Linked DNA regions of Salmo salar: region 2 is linked to region 1. A link is a contact called in public Hi-C data. All regions are on one chromosome and are shown on one strand. The core of a region is the stretch at or near the end of the contact, and the rest is flanking DNA. Distances in the headings are between cores, read along the strand shown.

What was found. Hi-C and Micro-C count contacts between places; a contact is called where the count stands out from the background.
Region 2: a contact with region 1 is called in a Hi-C map of gill, with 3 times the contacts expected there. The contact joins the enhancer-like site here to the promoter of prrc2b in region 1. A contact is called at or near these places in 2 of 3 Hi-C or Micro-C datasets (blood and gill).

Annotation. Positions count from the first base shown.
Region 1 is chrssa01:138,829,292-138,833,761 of Ssal_v3.1, forward strand. prrc2b (proline-rich coiled-coil 2B) reads right to left here and starts at 2,725. Exons shown (of 31, transcript XM_014133027.2): 1 at 2,525-2,725.
Region 2 is chrssa01:138,941,823-138,946,292 of Ssal_v3.1, forward strand. nup214 (nucleoporin 214) reads right to left here. Exons shown (of 37, transcript XM_014133105.2): 17 at 4,213-4,371; 18 at 3,935-4,038; 19 at 3,641-3,832; 20 at 3,355-3,440; 21 at 3,180-3,263; 22 at 2,786-3,073; 23 at 2,389-2,556; 24 at 1,572-1,680. Among protein-coding and RNA genes, the nearest start is that of nup214, 30 kb to the right of the region's middle. Within about 2 kb of position 2,034, at least 3 of the 13 cell types and tissues checked have an H3K27ac peak or open chromatin away from gene starts, as enhancers often do.

The DNA of each region.
Region 1 (4,470 bases), core at 1,475-3,974:
GCTGATCCTCAACACAGGGGCCCCACAAGGGTGCGTGCTCAGCCCGCTCCTGTACTCCCTGTTCACCCATGCCTCCAACGCAATCATCAAGTTTGCAGACGACAACAGCGGTAGGCCTGATTACCGACAAGACAGCTTACAGGGAGGAGGTGAGGGCCCTGGCAGAGTGGTGCCAGGAAAATAATCTCTCCCTCAACATCAACAAAACGAAGGAGCTGATCGTGGATTTCAGGAAACAGCAGAGGGAGCACGCCCTTATCCAGATCGACGGGACCACAGTGGAGAAGGCTGAAAGCTTCAAGTTCCTTGGCGTACACGTCACTGAAGATCTGAAATGGTCCACCCACACAGATAGTGTGGTGAAGAAGGCGCGACAGCGCCTCTTCAACCTCAGGAGGCTGAAGAAATTCAGCCTGGCCCCTAAGACCCTCACAAACATTTTACAGATGCACATTTGAGTGCATCCTGTTAGGCTATATCACCTCCTGGTACAGCAACTGCACCACCCGCAAACACAGGGCTCTCCAGAGGGTTGAGAATGGGACTAGTCTACTCAACACGTCACTGAGGACACAGTACCTGCCTCCCATGACACCTGCAGCACCCCGGTGTCACAAGAAGGCCAAAAAGATCATCAAGGACGTCAACCACCCTAGTCATGGCCTGTTCACCCCACTATCATCCAGTAGAGGTGCATCAAAGCAGGGACTGAAAAACATTATCTCAATGCCAGACTTAAATAGCCATCACTAGCCAGCATCTACCCAGTTCCTCAACCCTGCACCTTAGAGGGTGCTGCCCTATGTACATAGCATCACTGGCCACTTTAATAATGTAACACTAGTCACTTTAATAATGTTTACATAGTGCTTCACTCATCTCATATGTATATACTGTATTCTATACTACTGTATTTTAGTCAATGCCACTCCTACATTGCTCAGCTAATATCTATATATTTCTTAATTCCATTATTTTACTTTTAGATTTGTGTATATTGTGGTGAATTGTTAGATACTACTGCACTGTTGGAGCTAGGAACAAAAGCATTTCGCTACACCCGCAATAATATCTGCTAAATGTGTGTATGTGACCAATAAAATTTGATTTGATGTGCATCAGGCCATGCAAAACGAGCTAAAGCGTTCAAAACAACTGGGAACACTGAAAAATACGAGGCCAAGTCATGACGTCAGAGCTCTAGAACGACGCCCGAGTTCGAATTCCGAGTTGGATGACCATTCAAAACAATTCTCCCAGTCGGAGCTCGTTTTCACCTACGAGTTCCCAGTTGTTTTGAACGCTGCATACTCCTGTACTCTTCCCTTGACGTCACTTTTCCAACATGACTTCGGTCAAATTCAGATAAAATATAAATTCCTCCCAAAATACAAATGTAAAGTGATATGTCGTATTAAGACTTTTAGTTGGATGGATTGTACAAATCAGAATGTTTAACAACAACCTAATTCTGTAATCTTTCGTTTAAAGTTTTCCAGTGTGTTTGTCGCCGTTATTTCTTGACGCGTATCAGTTCTAGCGGGTTAATATTGATGGTAAAAAAGACATTCAGAATAGCTAGTTCAATTATTCCGGGTTAACACTCAATTATTTTAAAGATGGATCCAAATAATCAGATATTCATCAGCAAACAAACGGTTCAAAGGCAACAAACCCCCAAATAAAACAACACAGCTTTCTAGCTACCACCAAGGCATAATTAAAATGGCAGTTTGCAGTGATGTTAGCCAGCTATTTTATACGGATGCTAGCTAGTTAACGTTTGCTAATATAATTGCAAAACATGGTTGATGCTCGCTACACAATACATATTGGCTTATGTCTATCAATTACAATATTAGTTAAAACAGAGGGAATTAGGCCATGGATGAATCCATGTTGATAGTGAAATCATAACGTACTGGTCAAACGTAGTGGCAGGCAGGGGCGAGCTAACTAGTTAGCCATCCGAACTGAATTAGCTTGTTAGCTTGCTAGCAAGCTACACGCTTGGTCTGCACAGCATCACAGTATGTAAACATTGCGTTGTTTATGTCTGCGACTTCGTGAAAAACAGCGGTGACACATTGCCATTAATCCTTAATCATGACAATAATTGATTAGGTGTTGATATCTCAGTTTAAAATAATATTGACACCGAAGTTATTTAGCTAGATGTTAAATTAGCTAACCTAACAACTAACGTTACTAGCTAGCGAAGATTGTGAGACGGCAAATCAGATGAAGTTCCTGTCTTGTATTCCAAAAACAAATCCCCAGAAAACGCACAAATTTGGCATCTGAGACTAGAACACGTAGCTATAATGAAACCCTTGCCTTTGAGCTGAGAACAAAGTATATAAGCAATTTTCCAGATTTCAGGACCACGGCAGGCAGCGATAAATATATAGGACAAGATTATTAAAAATGGCTGCTGCCCAGAACAAAGCAACAATAAAACTGGGCAGTCGAAGAAGTCAATGCAAAAACATACATATAACCCCAAATCACATTAATAACTCACCGATTTTACTTGTTAGTATTTCGTGTGATCAATAAAGGAGATTTAATTCCTAAATATTAGGTTTCTTCAAAGGATGGCTGGTGATTGTGCTGCCGACTCTTAATCTATTTGACCGTTTACTTGAGTTGTTGGTGGGCAACCTACCCGGCCTGAAAAAGAAAGTCCTTGCTCTCGTCGACTGGTGTGGTTGTATACGGATATGACGAAGAAAATGGAGCAGTGACCCCTGGCGTCCTTTTTAGAACATTACATTTCAGTTACAGAGATTTATGAACTTGTATTTGCTTATATTCAATGTACACTGATATCACATTTGTGATATGTTTCCCCTTGAGTTTTTCTCCATGTCTTATTTATTTTGTATGATTTGGTGATGAATAGGATGAGAGCTTCTTGCATCAAAACATGTCATGTTTCTTGTGGAAAACATATATTATTTTATGTCATTGCAAAAAAAAACTGTGCACTAGAGAATGCCTTAATTTATGGGCAAAAACAAGTAATTCTCATGAAGAGCAATGAGTCAGTACCAATGCTATGCTTGACATCGACCTCTTCGAAATTGCAGTGATCTTACGGTTGCAATATCAAGTTCAGTGGTTGAGGAGACAAACTGCAGCCAGCAGCACTGTATCGCATGCTTTTTAATCACTGTCTTGGTCAATAATGGCAAACCCGATGCCAACAGTGCACCTCCAGTGAGCAGAAAACATGTATTTACAATGGCGGCAGTGAGTGACGGGAGGGTAGGAAGAGCAAAGTAGACAATGATCTGGGTAATCACATTAACCTAAGGGGAATCTCCACTACATCCCAAAGGCAGCTGGGATGGGTGGATGCTGCTAAGGTTATCTATTTGTGTGTGTGTGTGCGTGTGTGCGTGCGTGCGTGAGTTTGGTTTGTGTGTGTGTGACGGTACCTTATGTGTCTTGTTATGTTGTAGTTGCTGATGTTCTTTCAGATTATGATTTAGAGCAGAATCACGTCATTGTCTACTAATCCTATCTGACCTCTACTGAAACCTTGTGATTATGAGTATGGGACTAATGAAAGGTTAATTCAATTTTATGTCACTCAAACCAGTGTATGTGTGTTTGTGTGTTTATCTGTGTTTGCCCACATATGTACGCTTGTTTATTCCATGTGTAACTTTGTGTTGTTGTTTGTGTCGCACTGCTTTGCTTTATCTTGGCCAGGTCGCAGTTGTAAATGAGAACTTGTTCTCAACTAGCTTACCTGGTTAAATAAAGGTGAAATATATATATTTTTTTAAATAAATCTGTGTGTGCATGTTTTTGTGTTGTGTGCCTGTGTGCCTGTGTGACTGCGCGTCTGTGTCTTTAAGTGCATCTGTGCGTATGTCTGTGTCATGGTGCTATGAGGACGGTGCCTGGTGTTTAGAATCCACGGACCCGTCTAGTTAAGTAGACAGAAGCCTTGGCCAAACTACTATCAATATGTGGCACGTACCACGACAATGGTATCACATAGCCTTTATTGAGACAGCATACAGAAACTAACTATTGATTAATACTTGTAGTGAGACACAAAGGTGCACAATACCTACACATCCAATTTAAAAGACCAACACAGTGATATTTCAGAGCAATAACAGAGTCATTTGCGAGTATTGGACCCTCACAAAATATGGATTGAGAATCCGTCATAGTAGAGTAAGAGCTTAAAATGCCCTCTTGAGGGCGCACTTATCAAGATATTTGAATGACTAGACTGGTGCATTGGAACGACAAACCTTGTTCAAATCAAAGCAAAGCAAATTTTATTGGTCACATACACATATTTAGCAGATGTTATTGCGGGTGTAGCGAAATGCTTGTGTTCCTAGCTCCAACAGTGCAGTAGTATCTAACAATTCACAACAATACACACAAATCTAAAGTAAAATAATGGAGTTAAGAAGTATTAGGACGAGCAATGTCAGATTG
Region 2 (4,470 bases), core at 784-3,283, 110 kb after region 1:
CAATTTCATTCCCAAATACCAGATATTATCTACAAAGAACAGAACGTGTGCGTTTATTTCTTATCTGCACTTAAGCATAAAATGAACTTTCCTTTTCCCCCAAGAACATTTATTCTAAAACCAGAAACTGCTGACGGTACCAATTAAAGGCCCCCTCTCCCTCCAGGCTGACTGTACTGTGACATTGGGGACGATGACATTTTCCCTCTGTCACTTTATGGGAACAGGAATACAGGGCTGTACCTGCTGCCAACATCTGTCCATCCTGGCGCCCCTTAGACACTCTGGTATTGACATGACATGCACAGCTGTCATCAACAGCCCTTTCATCACCAATGGCAGTGACTATTAAACTATTTAGTGCTACATAGTAAAATAGTTAACTAAATAGCTACCCGGACTATCTGCATTGACCGTTTTTTCCACTAACTCTTTACTCATCACATACACTGCTGTTACTGTTCATTATCTATCCTGTTGCCTAGTCACTTTATTCCCACCTACAGTATGTACATCTCTACCTCAATTACCTCGTACCACTGCACATCCACTCAGTGCTGGTACCTCGTGTATATAACCAAGTTATCGTTACTCATTGTGTTATATCATTTGTAAAATATTTCTCTGCATCGTTGGGAACCACTCACACTGTACACTGACGTAAAGTATGCAGCCCCACACACACACAACCACACAAATAGCATAGGCTAGTGCTGAAGTGGGCCCTCGTCCCTCAGGACGTAAACTCACCCACCCACACACACACACACACACACACACACACTTTATAACATGGTCCATTGCCCATGTGTGTGCCCATCCCCACACACACACACACACATGGCCCCTTCATGCAGCACCAGTCTAGTCCTGTCACTGTCTGTACAGCACACCCGCTCACCCTGTTCTTTCTATTGCCCTTATTTGTGTGTGTAGCTGTCTCTTTCTGCATCAGCGAGTCATTGTAAATGTGCCTCGCCAAGCTAAAATAGCGATAACCCCTCTCTCCCTCCATCCACCATAGAGTAATCTGGCACTCAGCGGAACCTCGTTTTAAAGCTTTGCCTATCAGAAGACCCTGCATGGTTCAAACTCAAATACAGTATATAGTGTACACCTTACACGTATTAGACTACAAAGAAAGACTTTGTATTTCCGTGACATTACTTTTTTTTTTAAACACACAGTCACTGTGTCAGACCCTGAGGGGCTCAGCACTGTCAGCAGACCTTAACACTGCAGCACACAGAAGTTTTTCAATTAGACAAACAAAAACAAGAAAGCTGCTGTGTACAGTAGTTATGTGGACTGTAGGTTATTTTTACAGTAATGGTTAGATTGGAATCAGCCAACTATTGTAACAATATTAGATAGGATCCACTCAGCCCGTTCCTAACGAAATGTATTCACTGTCTACAGATTTCTTATCTACATAATATTTTGTTTCATTTAATGTCCTTTCTACTTTTTGTGAATTGTAATCAGAAAAGGTGCCTAGCATTCTTGAGCGTAGGCCCAAGGTGACGCCCTGATGAAGAGGGATGGTAAAATTGATGATGATGATGGATTACCTGATCACAGTGGAGATAGGCGGTGGCGGTCCTTTGTCATTGAGCTCCTGTACGTTGACCACCTGGGGAACAGTCTTCAGGGTGGACTCTGTCAGAGAGCCACTGACTGCTGGTTGACCACAAAGAAGAAACGTCAATGACAATTTGTCATTAAAACTGACATTGGGACAACCAGACGCACATATTTTGTCACTTTTGTGTGTAAAAATTATCTAACCTTTTCATTCAATCACTTCAAATCATACCGGTCATGTTATTTTGGGTTACCAACAGACTGATGTACACTATATTCAGACGAATAGTCTCAATTGATTAAAACTTTAAAAGCACTGTTTAAATAATTGTATGTAATTATTTAATTTATTGATTAAACTATTGTCAACCATTATTCTTCATAGTAAAGTCATGAGGCTGTCAGTTCACCTATGATCCTGAGGTCTTTGTCTCCCCCTGGTGTCTGAGTATGAACATAGCATTGAGTTTTACTGTTCAAAGTGAACCGACAGTGAGCAGAATAGAAGCTCTACCGGTCTCTTAATCTGAGTGTCTTCAAACTGTTTTAAATGTAGTGAGATTAACAATGAAAGTTTCTTCCTAGCTTGTTCTTTTTTAAAACGAGTTATACTGTTAAGGTAACATAGCCTAACATGGTCACAACACAGAAACAGATCCCAAAGCCCATGTCCTTTGCAGAGCAGAAAGAAAAAAAATGTCCATAGATTTTATACTAGGTCTCAAGGCAACATTGTATGTTGTTACAGTGACAGAAAAACGGTCACAAATGCAATGTACTTCCCATTAATTGCAACCCGCCTACCTGGTTTCTGATTGGCCATTTGTCTGAGGAAAGCGGCTTTAGCAGCAGCCTGTTGGGCAGGAAGGGGGACGGGTGTGGCCTTCTCAGTAGGCGGGGCTCCGTGCTTCACCGTCTTAGTGGCTAGTGCCGTGCTGTCGGCACCTCCCATGTTGATCTTATTGGTTGGAACTAGAGAAGAATTTGATGACTTACTGTACTACAGAATAGCTCTCTTAAAACCATAGTACAGCACTTTGACATAAGGTTGTCTGTCCTCTCTGTGTCCTGATGGTTGATACTAGAGGGTAAAACATACAATATCAATGACATACTACTAAACAACAGCAAAGTTGTATTACCTGCTGTTCTCCAACCAACCTGGTTAAATAAAGGTCAAATAAGCTCAATAGTTTCCTACCTGGGCTCATGATGGGGCTGAGGCCCAGTCCTTGGCGCACCTTACTGAAGGGAGTGGACTGGATGGCCCCAAACCCCGGGGCTATGGAGGGGGTGCGTACCACCGTGGGGTGGCGGGGCATAGAGAGGGGGAGCATGGGGAGGGGGGCAGGCTCAGGCTCTGGTTCTTCCTCCGCAAAATAATGGGAGTAGTCTGGGTCCAGGGCCTGAGACAGGGAGGAGGTGGAGCTCACATCGTCCAGGTCCGCGTAGTATTTGGGAGAGAGGAAGGCCGAGCGGGACAGGTTGGCTGGGGGAAAGATAGAGGACATTCAGGAGGGGTAAATGCCACACGTTACTTATACTTCACTGCTCAGCACTGGTCACTGTGTTCTGTGTGTTGGTGTTGGGAATACCTGGAGCGGTGGAGCGGACTGGTGGTGTCTGCCTCTTGGAGAGAAAGTTACGCAGCTGAGACTGCTTCATCGGAGACATTTTGGCTGCAGAAATTGAAGGAGTCAAATTACATTTACATCTCTCAAGCACAACAGTTAACACAGTGAGACGTGTTGGAAAATGTAAGCATTTTGCCTGGAGATTTCGAAGTGGTCTTGGGAATGGTCTCCAGACTGGCTTTCAGGAGTGCATCCCTCAAACTCTCCAGCTCGTTGTCCAAACTAGTAAATACAGAGGGAATTCATAAGTGATCATTGATTTTTAACCACTATGCATAAAAATAAAATAAAAAAACACTACTTTGCAACACACATACCCCAGTGAAAAATTTGACATAAAAAAAAACTTACTGCCTCTGAACAGATCTTCATGCTACAATAAATCTGGCCATTGTATTTCAGGTATACACCCTTGTACATACCTCTGTTCGGTGGGGGTGGTAGCAGCAGGCTGGCTGGGGGCAGGAGTGCTCCAGGCTGCAGTCTTGTTGTAGAGCCGCAGGGCATGGAGGTCTTTGACCAGTGTGTCCAGCCTCTGCTTCTGCTGGTTGATGATGTCCAGGTTGTTGGCCAAGGCTGTGAATAGAGCCTCCCTCTCTGGGACAATCATGTGTCTGGAAGAGACAGAGGAGTACCACAGAGGAAACTGGTTAGAAAGGAAACATTCAATGACAATTGGAAATTGACATAGGAAGTGAAAGAGAATTCTCACTCACTTCTGTTTCTTCTTATTCTCCAGATGTTTCTCCCACTCCAGGTCCAACACGTCGTTCACATCCTCCACAGCAAACTTTACATACTGGTACAGCCTGCGAATCTCCTGGTTATGGGGAGAAAACCCCAAAAGAAATGACAGTCCAACAAAGTCTTCTACACAGTGAATTATTTTCAATAGTGTTAGGCTTTTACCATTTCTACCACATCCACCCTGAGGAATGATAGACGTTCGATATACACATCTAACCATTCATTCCGTATCTATCCAGAGGCTTACCTTGAGTTGGTCTTCACTGCGTGGGTCCAGTGGTTTCTTGTACAGCAGCTGCAGGTAGCCCCGGTGTCTGTTGAGCTCACTCTGGGCCTTTGCGTCCTCCGCCCCGGCAAAGCCCTCCAGCATGGTGGTCTTCAGAGTGCTGATGTCCCCGTGGAGAGACTGGGGAGAACAAGCACACATACACATGGTAAGAGCCTATGAGGTCTAGGTGGTTGTACTTAAGTTGAAATGGCTAATTTTGTTGTTATAGACCTGGCA